Regions from separate parts of the Hordeum vulgare genome. Here region 2 is linked to region 1. A link is a contact called in public Hi-C data. All regions are on one chromosome and are shown on one strand. Each heading gives the region's core, a stretch centred on a gene start, on an enhancer-like site or on the middle of the called end of the contact. The rest is flanking DNA. Distances are from core to core; before and after follow the strand shown.

Region 1 (4,023 bases), core at 1,161-3,660:
ACGTTTTGAAAATAACTGATCTAAAAACTTTCAGGTTATGATAAGTGACACACATGTAATGCACCACTTGTCGCAACCTGGAAGTTGCGAATGATCTTTAAAGAGAGTACTCGTCAATTAAAGATTTCGGCAATACGAGGTCCCATGGACTGACGGGTCAAATTGAAAGTTTGAGTTCTACTGCCCCATGGGCGAGCTGATCGGGCCGGCCCATGTCCCGATTAATCTGTTTAGAAGAGGAAAAATTAATACAGAAAATAAACATTTTCTTGTTCGTGTGTAGTAAAGTTTGACGTGAAATTAAAAGTAAATACACACAATGTATTTGAAAGAAATGTGCCGCATATTCAAACAATGTCCATTGCATACTACTCCCTCTGTTTCTAAATTTGTGTTTTTTTAGAAATTTTAATTTAGACTACATATGGATGTGGCCTCTACTAAAATCTGTAAAATGACTTATATTTAGAAAAGGAGGGAGTAGAAAAATATTTCTAGAGATTTATTCACTTTGTTTTGTATGTAGTCTCTAGTAAAATATCTAAAATAACTTATATTTAGAAATGGAGAGAGTAGAAAAATGTCCATCCCATGTTTAAATTTTCTCATTGTGTATTATAAAAGAATTCATCATTCATTATTTGAAATTTTGTGTATGTGAAACACACACAAAATCTTTACCTAATAATAAAGAGGCTATTGCTTCCGTCGAAAAACCTACAGAGGTGATTTTACAAAAAGCCCTTACTGTTTATGACATTAAACTTGTAGTATATATTAAGTATTTTTTTAAATACTCATATCTTTTAAACCGCAACTTCAAATTTAACATATTATACATGGAATTTGATTAGAAAAATATGTAGAATTTAAATATGATATTATTTTATCTGTTAAACGTTTAATAAAAATACTATCTAGGGTGCAATCTTAATTAATAAGTCATTATTCGTCTTTCTTTCATACCGGTACTCATCCGGGTTGGGAATGAACACGTCAATAAAATCAGGATTAGAGATGAAACTGAAGGTCACTTGACTGATTCTTTGTACGTATTAAATCTACATGCAAGCCGTGTTAAAATAGAAGACCTGTGAAATTTTAAACTGCATTTTTGTAGGATAAGACCATCTTTATTTGTATCGTAACTATAAATTCTTAAATTATAGACATTTTTTATAAATTAAGAGCGTGTGCCGTGTGGTATTTCTTTCTCCCGTTGTAACGCATGGGCCTTTTGCTAGTCAAAGAAAAATGAACAAAAAGGGGGGAAATGAACACATAGGAGAGAAAAAAAATCAGCCACCATACAAATATCATCGTGTATTATAAAATTCACATGGCTGATTGAAGGTAAAAACATCTCACCAAGCACGTGTCGGCGTGTTTCCCGGTCAGCCCGTTCCGGATCAGCACCAAGTCGAAGCAAGTCGGCCGGCTTGGATGACGATAACGCCGGTGCGTGCGCCGGGTGTCACGACTCACACGTACGGCCGCGCGATATTACTCGTTTACTTGTGGCAGTACAATAGCAATTCTACGTTGTCCTACTCACGCACCTGCCTTTTACGTGCAAGAACAGGGTACGACCGTGCTAGAAATGACAAGAAAGCGTCGACGTCTCGCCGGAAACGTTGGTCACCTAAAATCTTTTGGCCCTGATCCGGATGGGAGTACGTGGCGCCATGGTTCGAGGTGGACATGCCCGTAAAAGAACAAAAGGTGATCAATCTACACGTATTAGCCTTCGAAGCAACCTATGTGTGTGTGAGCAGGATGGTTGATGTGATGTGCCTATAGGATGACGCGGTTTTCGATTCAGAATCGAATTGGTTTTGAGCAGTTACGATAACTACTATTCCCTCCGTTTCTAAATATAAGTTTTTTTTAAAGGTTTCACTATTATACTACATACGAATGTAGATAGACATACTTTAGAGCATACATTCAATCATTTTGTTTCGTATGTAGATCCTTAGTGAAATCGTTTAAAAGATTTATATTTAAGAACGGAGGGAGTAGTAGAGGCGGCAACGCGTCGCAGTGTTAATACGTGCGCACTTGTCCACCTGTTCCGTTTTTGCTGCCATGCATGCACGGTTGTCCCGGGTGCACATGCAACGATCGCCCATACATGTACGCGACCTAGGCAGCTAGGCTCCAGCCATCTCCTTCGCACTGGTGAACGGCGATCGATCAAGGAGGATGCGTGCACGTACGTACCTACGCACCTTGAGGGAAATAACATAACACTCGGCCAATGCATGCATGCATGCATGAGCCGTGTGTGGCTGCTATTAATGCGGTACGTACGTACGACGGCAAGGCGTCGTGTCGATGTGGATCGGTCACAAATCAATCCACCAAGTCCCATAAAGCCGGTAGTCATCGTTCCAGGTTCTATGCTATGCACCACCACCCATCTCTTTCCATCATGCATGCGTCCAACGCGAGGTCGACCCGACCACGTAACGTTGCTATCTGCTTGATTGCTTTTTATTTATTTTTTAAGCAGAGTGCAAGCAAAGTCATTCACATACACGAGCGTACACTCATCTCTATGAACGCACGCACGCATTTTCTATCCCTATGAATAACTTTAAGAGAGTAAGCCGACACATCATCTTGAGATTGACGAATTCACCACTGATGCCTCGTTATCGACGGGAACGTCTCCTCCCACTAAAAACACATCGTCGAAAGAACTGAGATAAATTCAGAAAAATGCAAACAGCAACGTAAAGTCTGAAATTTAAACTCTGATGACAAGGGGATATCATAGTCCTCCTAATCATCCAACCACGAGTTGGTTCACGCAACTGGTTGATTGCTATCCAACAGCAGGAGGCCACGTCCGTCCAAGGGAAACGGCGTGGTGGCAGGTCCCTACGCTCCCGTCGGACCAGATCGATGGATCCAAGCACGGCCCTGCACTGCACGCCACGCCACAATGGCCGGTATCCGTCGCCCACGTCGGGTCACCCGGCCGAGACAATCGCCAGCGCGACGCGCTCTGCCCTACGCGGATGCCCCCATCTTCTCCCGATGCTCTGGTCGATGCGTACGGCACGGTAAAAAAGAGAGAGCTGAAAATCTTGTTACTCAGGCCAGACACACGGCACGAGCGCTCACGTGCCCCACGAGCGCGTTGCCCAGCCCAAAGCAGAGCCGGAAAGGCTAGGAACACAAAAGCCGGCCAGAATCACAGGGGCCGGAGGGTTCTCACGTTCACGTACCAGAGCTGTGCGAGGTTTCCGACCGAGCAGGGCACCGCGTCTACGCCGCGCCAAGATCAATTATTTATTTACTTTGCTTTGACGTGTGCGAACCGGCGGGTCACTGCGCACAGGCACCCGACAGCACGAGTGCCTCGCTTCGTTTACGGGTGAAAGAAAGAGAGAGAGAGGTAACGTGGCGGACGCGTCGACGCTAAGCCACGAGCGTTCCACGCCAGATATATTTACCGGGTACGGCACATCTCTCTGGAGTGTCAAGCCTGGACATTGTTGCGTGCCTCGCCGGACGTGCGGCACAGCTACGTGGACGTGGGCAGCGCGGCCGCCCGTATCAATTTACCGTCGCCGGTTGAAGCAATGTCCGACGTTTAACATGTGCTTGGTGGTGATTTCAAAAAAGAAAAGCATGTGCCTGAATTGTTAGACGAGTTGTGGTATTACCAGTTCAACATGATTTAAGTTTTGATACTCGTATTTATTTTTAAATTTATTTCAGAATTTTCGACGATACACATTCAATAAGGAAAGATGACTTCATAAATTTTAAAATAACTAGTCGGATCAGTCTTTCGAAGATACTCATAAAAAATGATGTGATTTTATAAAGATCGCATGTATATAAACGTTTGCGTCAGTATTGTGTTTAAAAAATAAATTGTAACCCTTCTTCTCCTGCTTCCGCTTTACCTATTTTCTAGGACGTGATACTTGGAGCTGGACAAAGACCCAATGACATGTTCATGGCATGTCATACGCCGTAACATGGCCGTTAGACCGAAAACAGACA
Region 2 (4,130 bases), core at 327-2,826, 83 kb after region 1:
ATCATGTTCTCGTTCTTATTAAGTCCAACGTCTTTGTTGGGGTTGTGTGGCGACGACGATGCCACTCACTGGAATAATGTCCCACATACTCTATCCTTGCCCCCCAATGGTGCGTCTAGCATCATTGGAGAGCGTGTGGAGGTGTGTCGCTGTCGGATCTCGCTAGATTTGCCCAATGTAAGTGACTGGAAGGCGAGGACGTGCGTGTGGCATGATATTTTGCAAAGAACACCCTGGTATTTTACTTGTTCACATAAAAAACCTCTCAATTTTTTCCTTAAATAATCCTAAAAAATGACTTTGACAATTGAGCCCCACCCGCCAGGACACAATACAACAAAGAAAAATGAGGACGCAAAATTAAGCACTCGCAGGTTCGAACCGACCTTAAACGCAAGTGCGAAAAGGCTAGCCATCACACCACGTATCACTTTGTATAAATGGGAGTTCTGTCCGTAATGACCTATAGACAAGAACCCACATAGGCCTTAAATGTCCTCGATCACCGCGGGCCATTTTTATCTATTACCTTTATTTCATTTCATAACATTTTGTAAGAATACATAAAAAATATTATACATACAAATAAATTAACTTATTTAAGATAATGTTCTTCTAATTATAAGAAAATGATTTAAGAAAATGTTCATGTAATTCTAAAAATATATTCTTATTTAACATAATGGACATGTAATTATAAAAAATATATTACTTAAAATAATGTTCATGTAATTCTAAAACTATTGTCATCTAAAATAATTTTCACATAATTCTAAAAAAGGTTTGTATTTAAAATAATGTCAATCTTATCCTATCAAATATTAAATTATTTTCTAAAAATATTTCTATAGTTAAAATAATATTTACATATTATAATAATTTTCGCAACTATAAAAGAAATCATGCATTATTAATGTTTTAGAAAAATATTCATATAATTTTAGGATGTATTCATGCATTCGGGTAAATATTCATGTACTGAATTACGAGAAATATTATTACTTTGTAATATTTACATGTTTCCTCCTTTGTAATTTTTACAAACGGGGTGCTTCTCACTGGTATTTTCAAGGAAAATAATCAAGGGGGTTTTTTGTGATTAAAAAATTTCTAAGGTGTTTTTTGTAAAAACCTTGGTCGCCCGTCCATCCGTGCATTTTCTGTCCCTGACAGTGGGTCGTCCAAACCAAGTTCTGTCACCGTTTCATTGTATGCCGCAAGTTTAGAACCAAACTGAATTTTCTTGCCAAATTCAAGCACTTATGGTGTAAGTGACTCTCTCTATTACTACTTGTAAATTTGTAACACTTGTAATAAAATGCATTAACTGTTTTCAGTTCAAGCAATGGACAACAAGAACACACTATAAAAAGATTTGCCCACCTCTCATGATTGAGGGATGGTGGCGGCAGCGCTCTTCGACTCGTTCTAGTGCCTGGTTCTAATTTTATTATATCTGATGTTTATTACTGCTATGCTTGTGCGGCATGGGTTGCCCAAAGTAGCGGCTGCCGGGTCCCGCATGTGCCTAGATATGTTTGAAAACCTAATCTGACCCGACGGATACGCAGTCGTCAATAGTTCATGCAACTTGACCCCCAAAAAATACACATTTCTCGAACGCGGAGACCGGCACGCGCGAGCACGGCGGCCATGGCTCCTCCTCCTCCCGCCGTCACCTGCCCTTCCCCACTCTTCTCTTTAAATTGTTGCACCGTCCTCGGCTCCTCCCGCCGTCGAACGCGTCCTGCCTCCACCACCCGACATGGCAGACGGCGGCCGCTCCGGCGTTGTTCTCGCCGCGCTCCTGCTCTTCTGGGCCGTGCTCGGCGCTGAGGCCGACCACGCGCTGTACAAGGACGCCGCGCAGCCCGTGGAGGCGCGCGTCGCCGACCTCCTGGGGCGGATGACGCTCGCGGAGAAGATCGGGCAGATGACGCAGATCGAGCGTCTGGTCGCCACGCCGGAGGTGCTCAGGGACAACTTCATCGGCAGCCTGCTCAGCGGCGGCGGCAGCGTGCCGCGGAAGGGCGCGACGGCCAAGGAGTGGGCGGACATGGTGGACGGCTTCCAGAGGGCCTGCATGTCCACGCGGCTCGGCATCCCGATGATATACGGCATCGACGCCGTGCACGGCAACAACAACGTCTACGGCGCCACCATCTTCCCCCACAACGTCGGCCTCGGCGCCACCCGCGACCCCGACCTGGTGAAGAGGATCGGCGAGGCCACCGCGCTCGAAGTCAGAGCCTCCGGCATCCAGTACGCCTTCGCGCCGTGCATCGCGGTAAACAAAATCTCTGAGCAACATTTTCTGAATTTTGAATACTCACTCACTTGCTGCTTTCCTTATCATGAACAGGTGTGCAGAGATCCGAGGTGGGGCCGGTGCTACGAGAGCTACAGCGAGGACCGCCGGATCGTGCAGTCCATGACGGAGCTCATCCCGGGGCTTCAGGGCGACGTCCCCAAGAACTTCACCAGCGGCATGCCTTTCGTCGCCGGGAAGTAAGATCCAGTCCATCAACACTTTGGAAGAAATGCCACTACCATGTAGGAGTAGAATTCAATTCAAATACTTTTGGGAACTGCAGGAACAAGGTGGTGGCCTGCGCGAAGCACTTCGTCGGCGACGGCGGCACGGTAAACGGCATCAACGAGGACAACACCATCATCAACCGCGAGGGCCTGATGAACATTCACATGCCGGCCTACTTCGACGCTCTCGCCAAGGGCGTCTCCACCGTCATGATCTCCTACTCCAGCTGGAACGGGGTCAAGATGCACGCCAGCCAAGATCTGGTCACTGGATACCTCAAAGACACGCTCAAATTCCAGGTAAAAAAGAGTGCAAAACAATTACACTCGAGGAGTCGATGTGTTCTTGCACGCTCAGATTCAGTGTTCTTCATCAGTTTGATTCTTATTTTTAGTCTTCAGATGTTCATTGCCTTTGTTGCATCTTAACTGCAGGGCTTCGTGATCTCAGATTGGAAGGGTATTGACAAGATCACGAGCCCTGAAGGGTCGGACTACCACTACTCTGTCAAGGCTTCTGTTCTTGCCGGCCTTGACATGGTAAGCAAAACAAAACTTTCTTCTCTGTGAATGCCGTGCTGCTTACTGAGATCTTTGTTTCTCGTGATGTTACAGATCATGGTGCCTAGTAACTACACGCAGTTCATAAGTATCCTGACTGGCTACGTCAACAGCGGAGTAGTCCCGATGAGCAGGATCGACGACGCCGTCACCCGGATCCTGCGCGTCAAGTTCGCCATGGGCCTGTTCGAGAACCCTTACGCCGATCCCGCCATGGCTGAGCAGCTGGGCAAGCAGGTACTGACTGATGAAACTCTGATGCCGTATTCTGAAATCTGGGTTCATTTATGATTTGTTACCGAATTCAGAAATGTTGCTCGAGCTCCTGAATTCTGAATTTATGATGTGCTACTACTTGGTATATGCAGGAGCACAGGGATTTGGCAAGGGAGGCGGTGAGGAAGTCGCTGGTGCTCCTGAAGAATGGCAAGACGAGCGATGGGCCAATGCTGCCGTTGTCCAAGAAGGCGCCCAAGATCCTCGTCGCCGGCAGGCACGCCGACAACCTCGGCTACCAGTGCGGCGGCTGGACGATCAAGTGGCAAGGCGACTCCGGGCGCATCACCGTGGGCACGACCATCCTGGACGCGGTGAAGGCGGCCATAGACCCGTCGACGGTCGTCGTGTTCGCCGAGAACCCCGACGCGGAGTTCGTCAAGGACGGCGGCTTCTCCTACGCCATCGTGGCGGTGGGCGAGCACCCGTACACGGAGACAGCCGGCGACAACCTGAACCTAACCATCCCGGAGCCCGGGCTGAGCACCGTGGAGGCGGTGTGCGGCGCGGTCCAGTGCGCGACGGTGCTCATCAGCGGGCGGCCCGTGGTGGCGCAGCCGCTCCTGGCGGCGTCGGACGCGCTGGTGGCGGCGTGGCTCCCCGGCTCGGAGGGGCAGGGCGTCACCGACGCGCTGTTCGGCGACTACGGGTTCACCGGGAGGCTGCCGCGGACGTGGTTCAAGTCGGTGGACCAGCTGCCGATGAACGTCGGCGACGCGCACTACGACCCGCTCTTCCCGCTCGGGTACGGCCTC

Evidence for each region. Hi-C and Micro-C count contacts between places; a contact is called where the count stands out from the background.
Region 2: a Hi-C map of leaf shows a contact between it and region 1, with 2.1 times the contacts expected there. The contact joins the promoter of LOC123452240 here to the enhancer-like site in region 1.

Annotation. Positions count from the first base shown.
Region 1 is chr5H:527,099,076-527,103,098 of MorexV3_pseudomolecules_assembly, forward strand. No RefSeq gene overlaps it. Among protein-coding and RNA genes, the nearest start is that of LOC123452238, 11 kb to the right of the region's middle. Within about 2 kb of position 2,411, at least 3 of the 3 cell types and tissues checked have open chromatin away from gene starts, as enhancers often do. A contact at or near this core is called in leaf, where this site is marked.
Region 2 is chr5H:527,182,714-527,186,843 of MorexV3_pseudomolecules_assembly, forward strand. It overlaps LOC123452240 (beta-glucosidase BoGH3B-like), which reads left to right and starts at 1,577. Exons shown (of 6, transcript XM_045128858.1): 1 at 1,577-2,287; 2 at 2,363-2,508; 3 at 2,595-2,838; 4 at 2,974-3,078; 5 at 3,154-3,336; 6 at 3,468-4,130. The coding sequence starts at 1,766.